Linked DNA regions of Mus musculus: all the other regions are linked to region 4. Evidence: chromatin contacts called from public HiChIP or PLAC-seq data. All regions are on one chromosome and are shown on one strand. The core of a region is the stretch at or near the end of the contact, and the rest is flanking DNA. Distances in the headings are between cores, read along the strand shown. Region 1 has its middle 22 kb from the start of Smndc1. Region 2 has its middle 27 kb from the start of 4833407H14Rik. Region 3 overlaps Rbm20 (RNA binding motif protein 20). Region 4 has its middle 27 kb from the start of Gm46653.

What was found. HiChIP or PLAC-seq counts read pairs in DNA pulled down with a chosen protein or histone mark.
Region 1: a contact with region 4 is called in an HNF4G HiChIP or PLAC-seq map of pancreatic cancer cells. The contact joins two enhancer-like sites. A contact is called at or near these places in 1 of 15 datasets of contacts at CTCF or cohesin (large pre-B cells), 8 of 484 Hi-C or Micro-C datasets (the AML12 cell line, CD4 single positive thymocytes, ECoMG myeloid progenitors and 4 more), 6 of 115 datasets of contacts at active chromatin or transcription factors (the 230-238 cell line, embryonic stem cells, epiblast stem cells and 2 more) and 4 of 9 other capture datasets (adipose tissue, embryonic trunk, liver and 1 more).
Region 2: a contact with region 4 is called in a FOXA1 HiChIP or PLAC-seq map of pancreatic cancer cells. The contact joins two enhancer-like sites. A contact is called at or near these places in 3 of 115 datasets of contacts at active chromatin or transcription factors (the 230-238 cell line, embryonic stem cells and pancreatic cancer cells) and 3 of 9 other capture datasets (adipose tissue, liver and pancreatic islet).
Region 3: a contact with region 4 is called in an H3K27ac HiChIP or PLAC-seq map of heart atrium, with 4 times the contacts expected there. The contact joins two enhancer-like sites. A contact is called at or near these places in 7 of 115 datasets of contacts at active chromatin or transcription factors (embryonic fibroblasts, embryonic limb bud, embryonic stem cells and 4 more) and 4 of 9 other capture datasets (adipose tissue, embryonic stem cells, liver and 1 more).

The regions. Positions count from the first base shown.
Region 1 is chr19:53,410,945-53,414,131 of GRCm38.p6, reverse strand. No RefSeq gene overlaps it. Among named protein-coding and RNA genes, the nearest start is that of Smndc1, 22 kb to the right of the region's middle. RefSeq lists an enhancer at 663-3,097. Within about 2 kb of position 1,786, at least 140 of the 459 cell types and tissues checked have an H3K27ac peak or open chromatin away from gene starts, as enhancers often do. A contact at or near this core is called in the AML12 cell line, embryonic stem cells, pancreatic cancer cells and 1 more, where this site is marked.
Region 2 is chr19:53,432,474-53,435,472 of GRCm38.p6, reverse strand. No RefSeq gene overlaps it. Among named protein-coding and RNA genes, the nearest start is that of 4833407H14Rik, 27 kb to the left of the region's middle. Within about 2 kb of position 1,267, at least 99 of the 459 cell types and tissues checked have an H3K27ac peak or open chromatin away from gene starts, as enhancers often do. A contact at or near this core is called in pancreatic cancer cells, where this site is marked.
Region 3 is chr19:53,798,972-53,802,218 of GRCm38.p6, reverse strand. All of the region lies in intron 1 of Rbm20 (RNA binding motif protein 20), which reads right to left. Among named protein-coding and RNA genes, the nearest start is that of Gm30890, 14 kb to the right of the region's middle. Within about 2 kb of position 1,443, at least 148 of the 459 cell types and tissues checked have an H3K27ac peak or open chromatin away from gene starts, as enhancers often do. A contact at or near this core is called in extraembryonic endoderm stem cells, heart atrium and pancreatic cancer cells, where this site is marked.
Region 4 is chr19:53,647,588-53,650,461 of GRCm38.p6, reverse strand. No RefSeq gene overlaps it. Among named protein-coding and RNA genes, the nearest start is that of Gm46653, 27 kb to the left of the region's middle. Within about 2 kb of position 1,446, at least 80 of the 459 cell types and tissues checked have an H3K27ac peak or open chromatin away from gene starts, as enhancers often do. A contact at or near this core is called in the AML12 cell line, embryonic stem cells, extraembryonic endoderm stem cells and 3 more, where this site is marked.

The sequences.
Region 1 (3,187 bases), core at 537-3,036, 240 kb after region 4:
CCCACACAGAATGCCCTTTGATCTCTACAAGTGAGTCATGGCTTGCATGCCACCACCACCACCCCCACCCCCCACCCATCCAAATGTAAATAAGTAAATGCAGTACAGTTTCCAAGTTTTTAAAGACGAATTCTTCATGTCTCTCTGTCTCTGTCTCTGTCTGTATCTGTATCTGTGGTGTGTGTGTGTGTGTGTGTGTGTGTGTGTGTGCGCGCGCGCACACGCGAGTGTCATCTGTGTTCACGTGCCCACAGAAGCTAGAATCAGGTATGAGAGAGATAGATCCCTTGGAGCTGGACTTACAGGCTGTTATGAGTTAAACTCTGGTCTTCTACAAGTGTGGCACATATTTAACCAACGAGCCTCTAGACCATAAATTTAGCAACCTTTGTTTTGTTTTCGTGAGACAGGCTCTTAATCAGCCAGTTAAAAAAAATAAACAGGGCTGGTGAGATGGCTCAGTGGGTAAGAGCACCCGGCTGCTCTTCCGAAGGTCCGGAGTTCAAATCCCAGCAACCACATGGTGGCTCACAACCATCCGTAACGAGATCTGACTCCCTCTTCTGGAATGTCTGAAGACAGCTACAGTGTACTTACATATAATCAATAAATAAATCTTTAAAAAAAAAATAAACAAACGAATGCCCAGTAAATAGTAGCTGGCATGTGATCGCCTCCTTTCAAACCATAGCCCTATGTCATAGCTCCAAAGCCAGTGGCCATCAGAGCCACTTGGGGAGATTTCTATGTAACGCCTAGGAACCGAGAAATTCCTTACAATACAGAAAGAACTTATTACCCCAAGTTCCCCGTGCCTGTCGTATCCATCCAAATTTAGGGACCACTGGCCTCAGGTATGCCATTTCTGTCAAAATGTGTATATTCTGTGGTGTTTGTCCCAATGGCCTGTCGAGATGCTCAAAAGAAGCTTCGTGGAAGACAGAGAAGGGCTAATTCAGTGATGGCATACGTTGTCTATCTCTGAACTTAATCTGGAGAGAATTTAACAGTGTCTGTCTACATTGAACTTAACCCCAACCTCCTTTAGAGCTTTCCGTGTTGGTTTGGAGGTGGTGGTGGTGGTGGTGGTGGTGGTGGTGGTGGTGGTGGTGGTGGTTGAGACTCACTATGTAGCCCTGGTTGGATTGTAGGTTGTTATGTAGATCAGGCTACCCTGGAATACACAGAGAGCCACCTGCCTTCGCCTCTTCCTTTTACTGAAAAAAGAAAGGATGTGAACGTGTAAAATTAGACTCTAGGTCATCATAAAATTGTTTCTTGGCACTTCCTGGGGGGGGGGGGGGAATCTCATGCCACCTTAAGAAGAAAGCTTTTCAGGTTGGTCAGAGCCCAGTGGTGGCCTCTGACCCTGGAGAAAGGGACCTGCCCCCCCTGTTTGCTTACTAGGGAGGGCCTTAGACAGTGAAATGATGGAGAACAGGGCTGTTTCCCACACTCAGACTTACAGCCAGCTGAAAAAAAACACAGAAAGGCACCACAGAAAGAAAAGGACAAAGAGCTGGGGTGTGGGGGAAGGGGTTGGGAAGGTAAGGCCTGGCTCCCCGTGGTGGTCCCCAACCAGCCTCCGGGACTTTAAGAAACCAGCTCTCCACACAATCTTTCCCCTGTTTCTCTAACCTAGAAATAGCACAATGGAGCACGGTTGTTCCATTGCATTCTTCCTGCGGAGAGGGAGCAGGGAGTTCAGGACTCCTTGCAATCTGAATCTCAGGAATGCAGAAGAAACAGCCCGCCTCCTGCCTTGGAACTGAGCCTCTATTGAAATTTGACTCATCCTTAGCGGGGTTTATTGTGTTTTCTGCTCTCTTTCCTTGTGACACACAGCCCTAGGTGAGTAATGCTCTCTGCCTGAAGAGGAAAAAAATAGATCCCCAAATGCCTTCCATTATGCTGAAGGCCTTGTCACCAGCTGTGGTGGCAGGGGGTGTGGTGACCATCCATTAGCACAGGCAGACTCAGAACCCCGGACTCCCTCTACTGAGGCTATTTATGATTCTGAGAACCCAGGCAAGGATAGAAAGCCCACCCCCACACACAGAGAAGGCTAAAAGGCCTCCTGGAAGTCAGAATGGTCAAGAGTCCTTAGCTGTGGGAAATCTCAAAGGCCCCCTGAAGGGCACAATTAAACCTACGGTCTGCTGCCTCACCTGGCCTGGCCCCTTCTCATAGCTGTAAAGACCACCTTTTCACCCAACTAGAAACAACTAATATTTGTCGAGTTCCTGTTACATGCCAGGCACAGGGTGGAACATTTCCCGTTGCTGTTATGTTATCCACACACAGAGAACATGGATGCACAGCCTCATGAGAACATCCGCTTGGTTATATTCGAGTGTTTGAATAATGATCAAGCAAAGTGCTGTTGCTTCCTTTGCTTGGCTCTACAGACCATCAAAGCTTCATTCCCGAGCCGGTACTCCTGACAGATGGATGAGCCCAGGCTTCCTCAAGACGTTTTTTGTGACTATCAACAAGGAAGAGAAGAGTTTGCAGTCACTATTGGCGAGATGACAGAAAGCACAGAGAATAAATGCTTGCCCTGTGTGCTCACACCCCTACCCACCCCCAGGAAACTTGGGGTTGGGGTGTCGTGATATGGGTCAGTAGGGAAAGCGTTGGCTATTAGTTTGGAACCCTGGCTTCCACATAAGGTCTGAGAGCTCTGTCACTCCAGTGTTGGGTGGGGAGGGCAGAGGCAGGCACAGCCCCAGGGGAGCCAGCAAGCCAGTCTTACTAAAGCAACAAAGCTCCGGGTTTAATGAGATTCAGTATCAGAAAATAAAGGGAGAGAAGGTCTTGAAGAAGCCATTCCAGTGTAAGACCTCTGGCATCCACATATACCCAGTGGGTGAATGTCCGTCCTGTCCCGTCGTGGTCCCCCCCCCCCCCCCACAGAAACTTGTTTTTATTTGGATATTTTGTTTCTAAAACAGGGTCTGAGCTGGGGGTCATTAATCCCAGCACTCAGAAGGCAGAGGCAGATGGATCTCTGAGTTTGAAGCTAGCCTGGTTTACAGAGTGAGTTCTAGGACAGCCAGGGCTACACAGAGAAACCCTGTCTCTACAACCCCACCACCACACACAAAAACAAAACAAACAAAAACAACAAAAGAATGGGGTCTGTAGGCCAGGCTGCCCTCAACCTCCTTATGTGGCCACGGATGAT
Region 2 (2,999 bases), core at 18-2,517, 210 kb after region 4:
CTGCTTTCTTTGGATCTTTACGTCACACTTTCCTTATGTACAAAATAAAGGTAGCATGCTACTGTGAAAAGGACACGACCCAACATGTGTGGGATGACGGTTGACACCTGTCCTTAGGGAAGCAAGGGTTATTTGTGTTCCCGCTCAGACACTAGGTCATAGCAGGGGCAGTGGGCTTGAGGGGGAGGGGTGTAAGTAGATGGCTCACTCGCTCTGGGAGCTTGAACATAGAAGCCCGGTTATCAGTAGAGAGAGGGGACCTCCCACACCAGGTCAACAACCCCGATCCTCCTACCTCCTTGGAAAATCTCTCACCTGTTCTTTGAATGAGGTCATCTCACTCAACCAGTGACCTGCACTGATAACAAACTCTCCAGTGACTCTTCCTGCCCCATTAATTTATAACATTCTATGGATACAAAACAGGAAACTTAAAAATATGGCCCTGGCTCTGGGCAGGTGAGGTGACTCAGCAGGTAAAGGCCTGGCAACCTGAGTTTGATCCCTGGAGCCAGTGGTGAAAGGAGAACTAACTTCTACTTACCAGCCACAGCATGCATGCATCAGTATATAGATAAATAAATAAATAAAATGTTAAACCTGGTTTCTCAGTGCTATCTTTAATAAACACCATCAGGGCATGGGGTTGAACATGTATGGAATGTCCTGTTCCCTGGAGACCCCCTCCTAAGGGGAGGCACCTTCATGGTGCATTAGCAGGTGGCTGTGGTGGTGGGGTGTGTGTGTGAAGGAGGGGCCTCTTGGAGGCGGGAGTCTTGGGATAGCTTCCAGGTCTTGGGAGAATGGATCTGCCCCTGGAACTCCAGATCGGTTCTATCTTTCCCTTTACACTCTCCTAAGGAGAGAATTAGGCTCTCCTGTGCCCCTGCTGTAGGGCCTGGTGCAACCCAAAGGCATGGCCGGGCATTCCTGGAGCCACTTGTCCCCTCCTCCTGCTTCCATTAGAAAGTTCTGTCCCTGTCAGCTGTAGGAGTCTCTGAGGATCTCCTTCCTGAGAGACAGCAGACTCCTTTACCTGTCCATCCGTCCGTCAGTTCGTCTGTCCATTTGTCCATCCACCCATTCATCCATCATCATCCACCCACCCACTTCCTCTGTGTGTTTTTATGTGCACAGAGGAGTGACAGAAGACTCAAGGTGACTCTAGCCTGGAGAGATGACTGGTAACAAATAAGGCAGAGAAGCAGGAGTTTCGAGAGAATCAGAGAGTTTCGAGAGCTTATGGGTAACAAACAACCAGGCAGAGGACCGGGGTTTCTAGGTAAAAGTCAAGTTAGTTTCTATTTCCCCTTCACACCACTTGGCTCTCCTCACGCCCACGGGGGAGTTTTCTCTGAAAGGGCAGCTAGCTTCTCAGGGGACTGCTCCTGCCCCATGGGTCTGAGTCAGCCCAGAGGTCTGCCAGTGATGACACAGCCCTGGACTCTCCTGAGAACTGCTCTGTGTCACTTCCCTGAGACCTGGAGGGAGGACAGAAGAAGGCCCTTCACACAGCCTTTCTTCTAAGGAGAAATACTTTCTTCTACAGCAAATGCCATTCACGAGTGACCCGGAGTTCTTCGCTCCTTCAGGGCCTTTCCGCACGTGACACAAAATGCTGGAAACCTGAGGCTCTTCGTGACTGTTTGTTTCTCAAGTGTTGGCCTCTTCATTTCTCCTCACACAGAAATAAATTAGTCTACAATGAATAAATGTTGAAGTGGAGCCCAAGAGAAATGTGGCAGACATTGTGGCACACCTGTCCCTCACAAAGACAGCTCTCGGGTCAGCATGCACCGTTGAGATTTTAGGGTTGCTCCCCACCAGAACCCAGAGAAGCAGCCCATTTCACAGTCAAGGACACCAAGAGCTCAGAGAGGATTAAGAAGAGCTGAGGGCCAGAGACAGGGTAGATCTGCTGCCCAGGGCTTCCATTTGCATAAGGACAGGCCCAGAGAACCCAGACTAGGAAGGACTGGGCTGCAAGCTGCTCTAAGAGGGGCCTCTTCTTCGTACCAGGCTCCTGACATATGCCAACTCTGCCCAGCCCTCAGTCCCATCAAATTCCAAGATAAATGATGGGTCCAGTAATCAGTGGACTTCTGGTTTTCTTTCAATGCTAAATAAGATTTGGGCCCATCAGAGACTTTCCCAGTGCCCAGTCCTGGCTGGGCAGGAGACAGTGTTTTATCTTCTTTCTTGTGGAAATGGGCTAATAAGTGATTTAATTTCTATTTGAATCTACAAGAAAAATAGAGCAGTAAAGATGCTTTGCCATCCAAAGGGAAATTAGATCAACCTCAGTGGTCTGAATCAGAGGCCTCAGTGAGGAAGGAAGGAAGGATTGCAAACTCGAGGCTTGGCAGCAGAATGCTAACCAACATTCACAAGGTCCCAGGTTCAGTTCCCGGTAGCGGTTCTAACAGAGTTACGTTTAAAGGGGGAGATGAAGGTGTGACTTGGTGACAGAGCATTTGCCTAGCACGTGCGAAGACAATTTTGAATCAAAACCAAATATGCCTCTCATTGCCCACTGAGTTCCTGTGTACATGGGAGGGGCTTGGAGGGGCTAGCAGAGGCTAACAGGGGCTAACAGGAGCTGGAAGCAGGGGCTAGCCAGGGCTGGAAGGAGGAGCTAGGAGGAGCTAGCAGGAGCTAGCAGAGGTAACGGTTTCTACCAGCAATAATAGCCAAGTCTTATGAAAGGCACAATGAATCTCAGGCAGTCTGGCCTTTGCCTGGATCTCATTTAATCCTTAGAGCAGGAGGAAGATGATGGCCTCATTTTGCAGATGAGGAAAGCAGGGTTAGGGAGTGTCAGAGATAGGGTTTGGATTCTGGTCTGACTTCAGAAGTCTACACCCTGAGCCACGAACGCAAGATTCTCACTCACAGTGAGGTCTAGAAACCACCCGTGTGGGAATCTCCCAGGACTGACCAAAACACTCTGTCTAGGGTCCTGCTCAAACTCACCAAATCAGAACCTCAAAGAGTGGGAC
Region 3 (3,247 bases), core at 194-2,693, 150 kb before region 4:
TTAGCCCAGTTCCTACCACCCAGCAAGTAACCACTGCTATTATTATTCCTGCCGTTGTGTTATCGCTGCTAATATTATCCTTATCATTGTCACCCTGAGAACAGGCAGCATGGGAGCTCTGCCAACAAACAAGGAAGCTAAGAATGTGGAGATGTGAAAGTAGACAGAAAGGGAAGGGCAGGCAGGGGGTGGGCAGCTTCTGTCAGGAGAGAGCAGAGGTGGAGAGAGGCTCAAGCTGCAGAGATAGTGGCAACAGCCCTTGGGTGACCTCAACCAGGCAACAGCACATTGCAAGGCTGTTGAAGGTCCGTGCTGTGGCCCTGTACAGCGCAGCCACATGCTCGTCCCTGGTGATGTCCCCCTGACCAGCAGACAAGCCAGGAGCGTGTCAGTGCCCAACCAACAAAACCAACTTTGTTCACAGTGAGCACGATGGCTTCCCAGAGAAGCGATTCGGGAATTTAAAACCACTCTTGAGTTCAACTCAGCTCACTTTCCAGACTGTAACAAATGCGCCCTTGCTTGTTTGTGCTAAGATATAAACCATAGTCCAGGTGAGATTAATGAAGCCAGGCAGGAGTTACTGTTCACTGTGGGTACGACTTCACAGGAGACCCAAGTGCAACTTGCAGCTCAGGGGTCGGGCCTCTGCTGTCTCCTGGAAGCTAAATATCTCCTAGATCTTCATCTTTCCATAGTTAAATCTGACTGCACATATGCAGATCTTAGAAGAGTTCAGAGAAGCTCACCATGCCTCCAGGTGAAAGTGCCATGAACTTATGAGACATCCCCAAGTTTTCTACAACACTGTAATTCATAATTTATATTATTTACAATGTGTTTCAAGGAGAACCAGACAGGAGGAGTGCAAAGGCCCCAGATATAAAGAAAATGGGGGTGGAAAGGCTGGACGCACCCTACTGGACCAGTACCATTGTCTGCCCTGACTGCAATAAATGACATAACTACATGGTGATTAAAAGGGGAAAAACTAACTTTCCTGTAATGCTCTCAGAAACTGGGTCAGGCTATGTAGCACAGAGACGGGTTTCAAAATGCCAGGTTACAAAGATGCTAGCTCTGACAATCCAGGTCCTGTGCGGGCTGCAAGTTCGAAATTCTAGCTAAATGTCATAGATCTGAGAAGCAAGGAGTCTCAGAGATCATCTTGTGGTCACAACCCACCTGTCCAACACAGGGAGGAAAGCAAAAGCCAGGGAAGTTGATGAAATACAAAAGTCTCGTTGTTCCAACCCCAGTCGAACTCCTGAAGAGAGCAGAGCCAGGACTGGAGCCCCAGGGCTGGTGCGGGGGTGAGAGTGGAACGCAGCCTTCAGCAGGGGGGGTCTCTTCCTTCTTGGAGACAGGGAGGGCTGTTGCACACTCTCTTCACAAACAATGGTGTTGCTGGATCATCATTGGCTAGGCCTCTGTGACTAATTTCAAGATTACCGGGTCACTGCTGCTAACCCGTGTTTGGGCCTTTGCCACAACATTACCATAGGGTGATTCATATCACCATGACAGCTCTCCGAGATGATTCATAGCATCGATGATAATCCTGCGTTCTCTCTTTTGTTCTGGGCTTTTCACTTGGTAGGTTAATAGGAGTCGCCCACTGCTGCAACACACACATGCACACGCATGCACATACATTCACACACACACACACACACGCCCACGCCCACGCCCACGCACAATCAGTCTCCAGAGGAACCATATGGGTAGTGAGTTCAAATGTGATCATTTCCAGTTTACACTAAGAAGACTATATAGGTCAGACAGTGGTGTGCACTTCTCCACCCAGTACTCAGGAGGCTGAGGCAGGAGGATTGAGAGTTTGAGGACAATCCCGGCTATGTAAGTGAGACTTTGTCTCAAAACAAACAAACAGAAAACGAAAAGCACAAGACCAGGAAAGACATGGTGAGCCACCTGAGGTCATCCACAGAATAAAGGACTTTTAGTTGCATAACTGCCCACGGTCACTAAAGGGAGCGTCTAGCGCTTTATTTTCGGCCCAACTTCCCTATGTGACCTTTAGTCTCCTGTGCTCTGCACTGCTCTTATCAGACAGCGTGCAAGTCTCACGAAGAGGGCCTGGTGGTTTTCTAACTGACAGGGGTGGGACTGCCTTTCCTCTCAGGAGTGGAACTCAGCACGTGCATGAGGGAAATGATAAATCCATGCGTGCAGAGAAAGCAGTATGCGTTCCCCAGCGACCCACAAGACAGGCTTCCAGGGGGCCCAGCCATGTGACATGGTGACATGACAGACAGGGTACAGTCTCCTACACATCCATAACTGTCTCGGGATTGCTTGTATCTGCAAGGCTGTGTTGAACCAGCCTGCAAGTCTGGGGCAATTTTGGCCAATGTAGCCTCTAAGAATAACATACTCACTCTTCCTTTCTCCCATACCCTATCATTTTCTTTTTTTTAAGGCTTTCTTTGTTTTGAAGGGCTGGGGACATGTGGAAAACACATGTCTGCTACTGAGCCTCATCTCCCAGCTACTCATGTTTCTTTCTTTTAAAATACGTTTTATTTTATAAAATTATGCACCAGGTGTGGTGATGCACACCTTTCATCCCAGCGTTCAGGGAGCATAGGAAGGTTGATCTCTGTGAGTTTGAATTCAGCCTGGTCTATAAAGAGAGTTCCATGCCAGCGAGGGCTGCATAGTTAAGACCGTATCTACAGAAAAAGAAAAAAAAAAAAGTAAAAGATAAACAACTTAATTTTGTTGTTATTGATGTTTTGGTTTTTTGAAACAAGGTCTCTTGACCTTGTATACTGGGGAATTAGAAAGGGTCTCAGTATATAGCCCTGGCTGTCCTGGAGCTTACTCTGTAGACCAGGCTAGCCTTGAACTCACAGAGATCCTCCTGCCTCTACCTCTCAAGTACTAGTGTTAAAGACATGTGTTGCTATGCCCAGTTTATGACTTAAAATTATTATATTAGATGAAGAGATTTATTTAATATTCATGTTTGTTGTGAATTTTAAAAATATAAAAGTAAGCTAGGTGGTAGTGGCACATATCTTTAATACCAGTACTTGGAAGGCAGAGGTACGTGGATCTCTGAGTTTAAGGCCAGTCTGGTCTACATAACTAGCTCTAGGATAGCCAAGTATACACAGAGAAAGCCTGTGTCAAAAAAAAACCAACACCAGTGTGTGTGTGTGTGTGTGTGTGTGTGTGTGTGTGTGTGTGTAGCAGGAGCCTAAAAAAACCTCATCATTGA
Region 4 (2,874 bases), core at 197-2,696:
AAAATCCAGTTTATCCACTTCACAGACCCACAGACCAGCATTTGCTCTGTCAGAGGTCTTAGTAGGTCTGACTGTGCTCGGGGGCAAATTCCCCTGGCTATCTGGGCTTGCCTAATGAGATTTAAAAAAAAAAAATCACACTTCACCAACCATTCTGTATGTTTTTTTTTTTAATAAGATTTTTATTTATGAGTATGTGTATGTTTTTGGGTGAACATGCTGGATCCTGGAGCTGCAGTTACAGGTGGTATGTGGGTGTTGGGGACAGAACCACAGCCTTCTGCATGAGCAGTCACGGTTACCGGCGGAGCCATCTCCCCAGCTCTTTGTTAGTTGCTTTCTCATCACCGTGACCAAAGTACTTGAAAGAGACAAACTCAGGGAGGAAATGTTTATTTTGGCTCAGTTTCAGGGGGATTTCAGTCAATCACAGGGCGAGGCAGGGTGGAGTGGCTGTCCTGACAGGAGCATGAGGCAAGGCAGCTGCTCACATTTTAATGGACCAGGAAGCAGGAATAGATGGAACCTTCAAAGACTTGCCCCCAGTGACTTCACCCCACTTCCAGACCCCAGCCCTTCAGGGCACAGCTGGAGACCAGTGAACAAACAGACCAGGGCTTCAGTCTGTGAGGCCACTGTGAATCCAAAGTACAACCCTCCAAGTGACCACAATGGAGCAGAGACTGCAGCACGGACTCATATGAAAACCTTTCTGGTTTGCTAATGAGACAGGATGGATGTGTGCCCTGCACATACACATGTCTAAAGGAGGTTCTGCTGTCCTACTCAGTCACCAGCTGCCCATTCCCAACGCAGTAAAATGGGTCGCTCAGCTTCGCTTTACCACCTGGTCACCATGCTCTGTGGGTGGAGTGAATTGGGGCAGCACGAGTTTGTGGGAGAAGGTCCTTAAGCCACTCATCCACAGTGACAGAGCATCACCTCTGGTGAAACTTGGAAGTGGCAGGACCTCTTAGGATGGCTTTTCGTGGCTTGGTAGGCAATAGGGTAGAACAGGTCTTCCTGGGGTGTCCAGAGATCACACAGTGACTGCTACCAATAATTCGAAAACACTAAGTGGATTAAAATGCCAAAACCACAGGACACAGAGGGAACTTAGAAACCATACATGAAACAGAACGAAAGGCAACCTCTGCTTTAGGAATGCCAGGCTGCAGAGAACCAGGATGCCTCTGCGCTTAAATGAGGACTCAGAAGGCAGAAGGAACAAAGGAGCAAGCGCGTGCTCTGCAGAGAATAAGCAGGCCTGGCGTGAGGAAGGGTTGCCATCTTTACAACACCCAGGCTTCCTGCTGTTTCCGGAACAGTGACACAACCTGTTGTGAGCGCAGCAGGCACCTTTGCCCCAAAGCTCACTTAGGAGTGAGCTGCAAGCAGTTAACACTTCGCTCATAAAGTGCTGCCCCAGAGGTCTCAGTTATACCACACCCTGACCTCACAGCGGCTGCAACTCTAGCGAGGAATCAGTGTGGAAGAAAACCTGAGATCCCAAATCTGAGGGGTCAGCATGTATCAAGGGCTCCCTCTAGTGGCTACGGGGAAAACAGCTTGAGATTTAGGCTGAGAGAAAATGGAGCCCCTACACAATGCTGAAGAAAGCACCTTTCTAACTGTGAGGAGGCAAGGTAGGCTGGAAACGGCTCCCAAGAAGTCTTTGCCTTAAGTGGCACTGTACATCAGACATTAATAGGCTCTGACACTCTAGTCCCAAATAATTTGGCTCTAAACCCATGTCCTTCAGGCTTTGGGGCTCTATTATATCACCACCACCACCACCACCACCACCACCACCACCACCACCACCACCACCACCACCACCACCACCACACACTTGCTTCTCTGCACACACACCAGAAGGTGTCTGATACCTCGGGACTTAGTTACAGGCAGCTGGAAGCTACCCGATATGGATTCTGAGAACCAATCAGCAAGCGCTCTTCTTAACAGCTGAGCTATCAATTTTAATGGCTGAATAATTTCTTGAAGACACTCAATTACACAGTCCATCAAAGATAATGTTCAAACGTTAAGGTCTCTGGAAAACTCATACCACAGTGTGCCAACCTGACAGAGTAAATATATCCACATTCTTTTTGCAACCCTAATCTCCACGCTGCCTCGTGTTCTGTGTAGCTACTGGCTGCCACAAGGCCTCTTACACCCAGGAGACACTCTGTCTCTAGGAAGGGGTGCCTGTCGGCCACACGGTGGCAGATTTATAGATAACACTGGCACCTTCCTTGCAGAAGCCTGGCAACTGGAGGTAACTCAAGTCTCCCTGGGACATGGGTAAGTGTGACCTAAGTGTTCCTAAGTTGGTGAGTTCTTTAAACAAACAAACAAACAAAAAACTAACAACAAAAAAAGGCAAAGGGCAGAGACAAAGTGAAGGTGGCAATCATCTATAACCTTAAAATTCGTCTTTGTGTAACGTGCAAGGCCACCTGCAAATAAATGTGTGAGTTTCTTGAGAGAAGGGACCCACGGCTTGGTTCTGTTATCTAAGTGTGCTAATATGTTCACTTGGGCCACCTGCCTGATCTGGGCTTCACATCTCATCTGTAAAATTAGAATATTAAACTAAAATAAAGAAATGCATCTCTGGAACTAAATATATTCTAACTGCAAGGTCCCGTTATTTTTAGCTTAATGTGCAAACACCAAAGCCATATTTAAAGAGGACTTGCTTTGCCAAACCTGAGCTCTAGACAAACCAATGTTTCTTGTAGAGATGTTAATCTACTTTATCAAGATTTAACGTGACCCAAGCCGTAACCTATTTCTAGGCAAGGCTACGACTAAACCAGATTTCATTGGCGTTGCTTTTCCCAGGTGAAATTAGACACAGGGCAG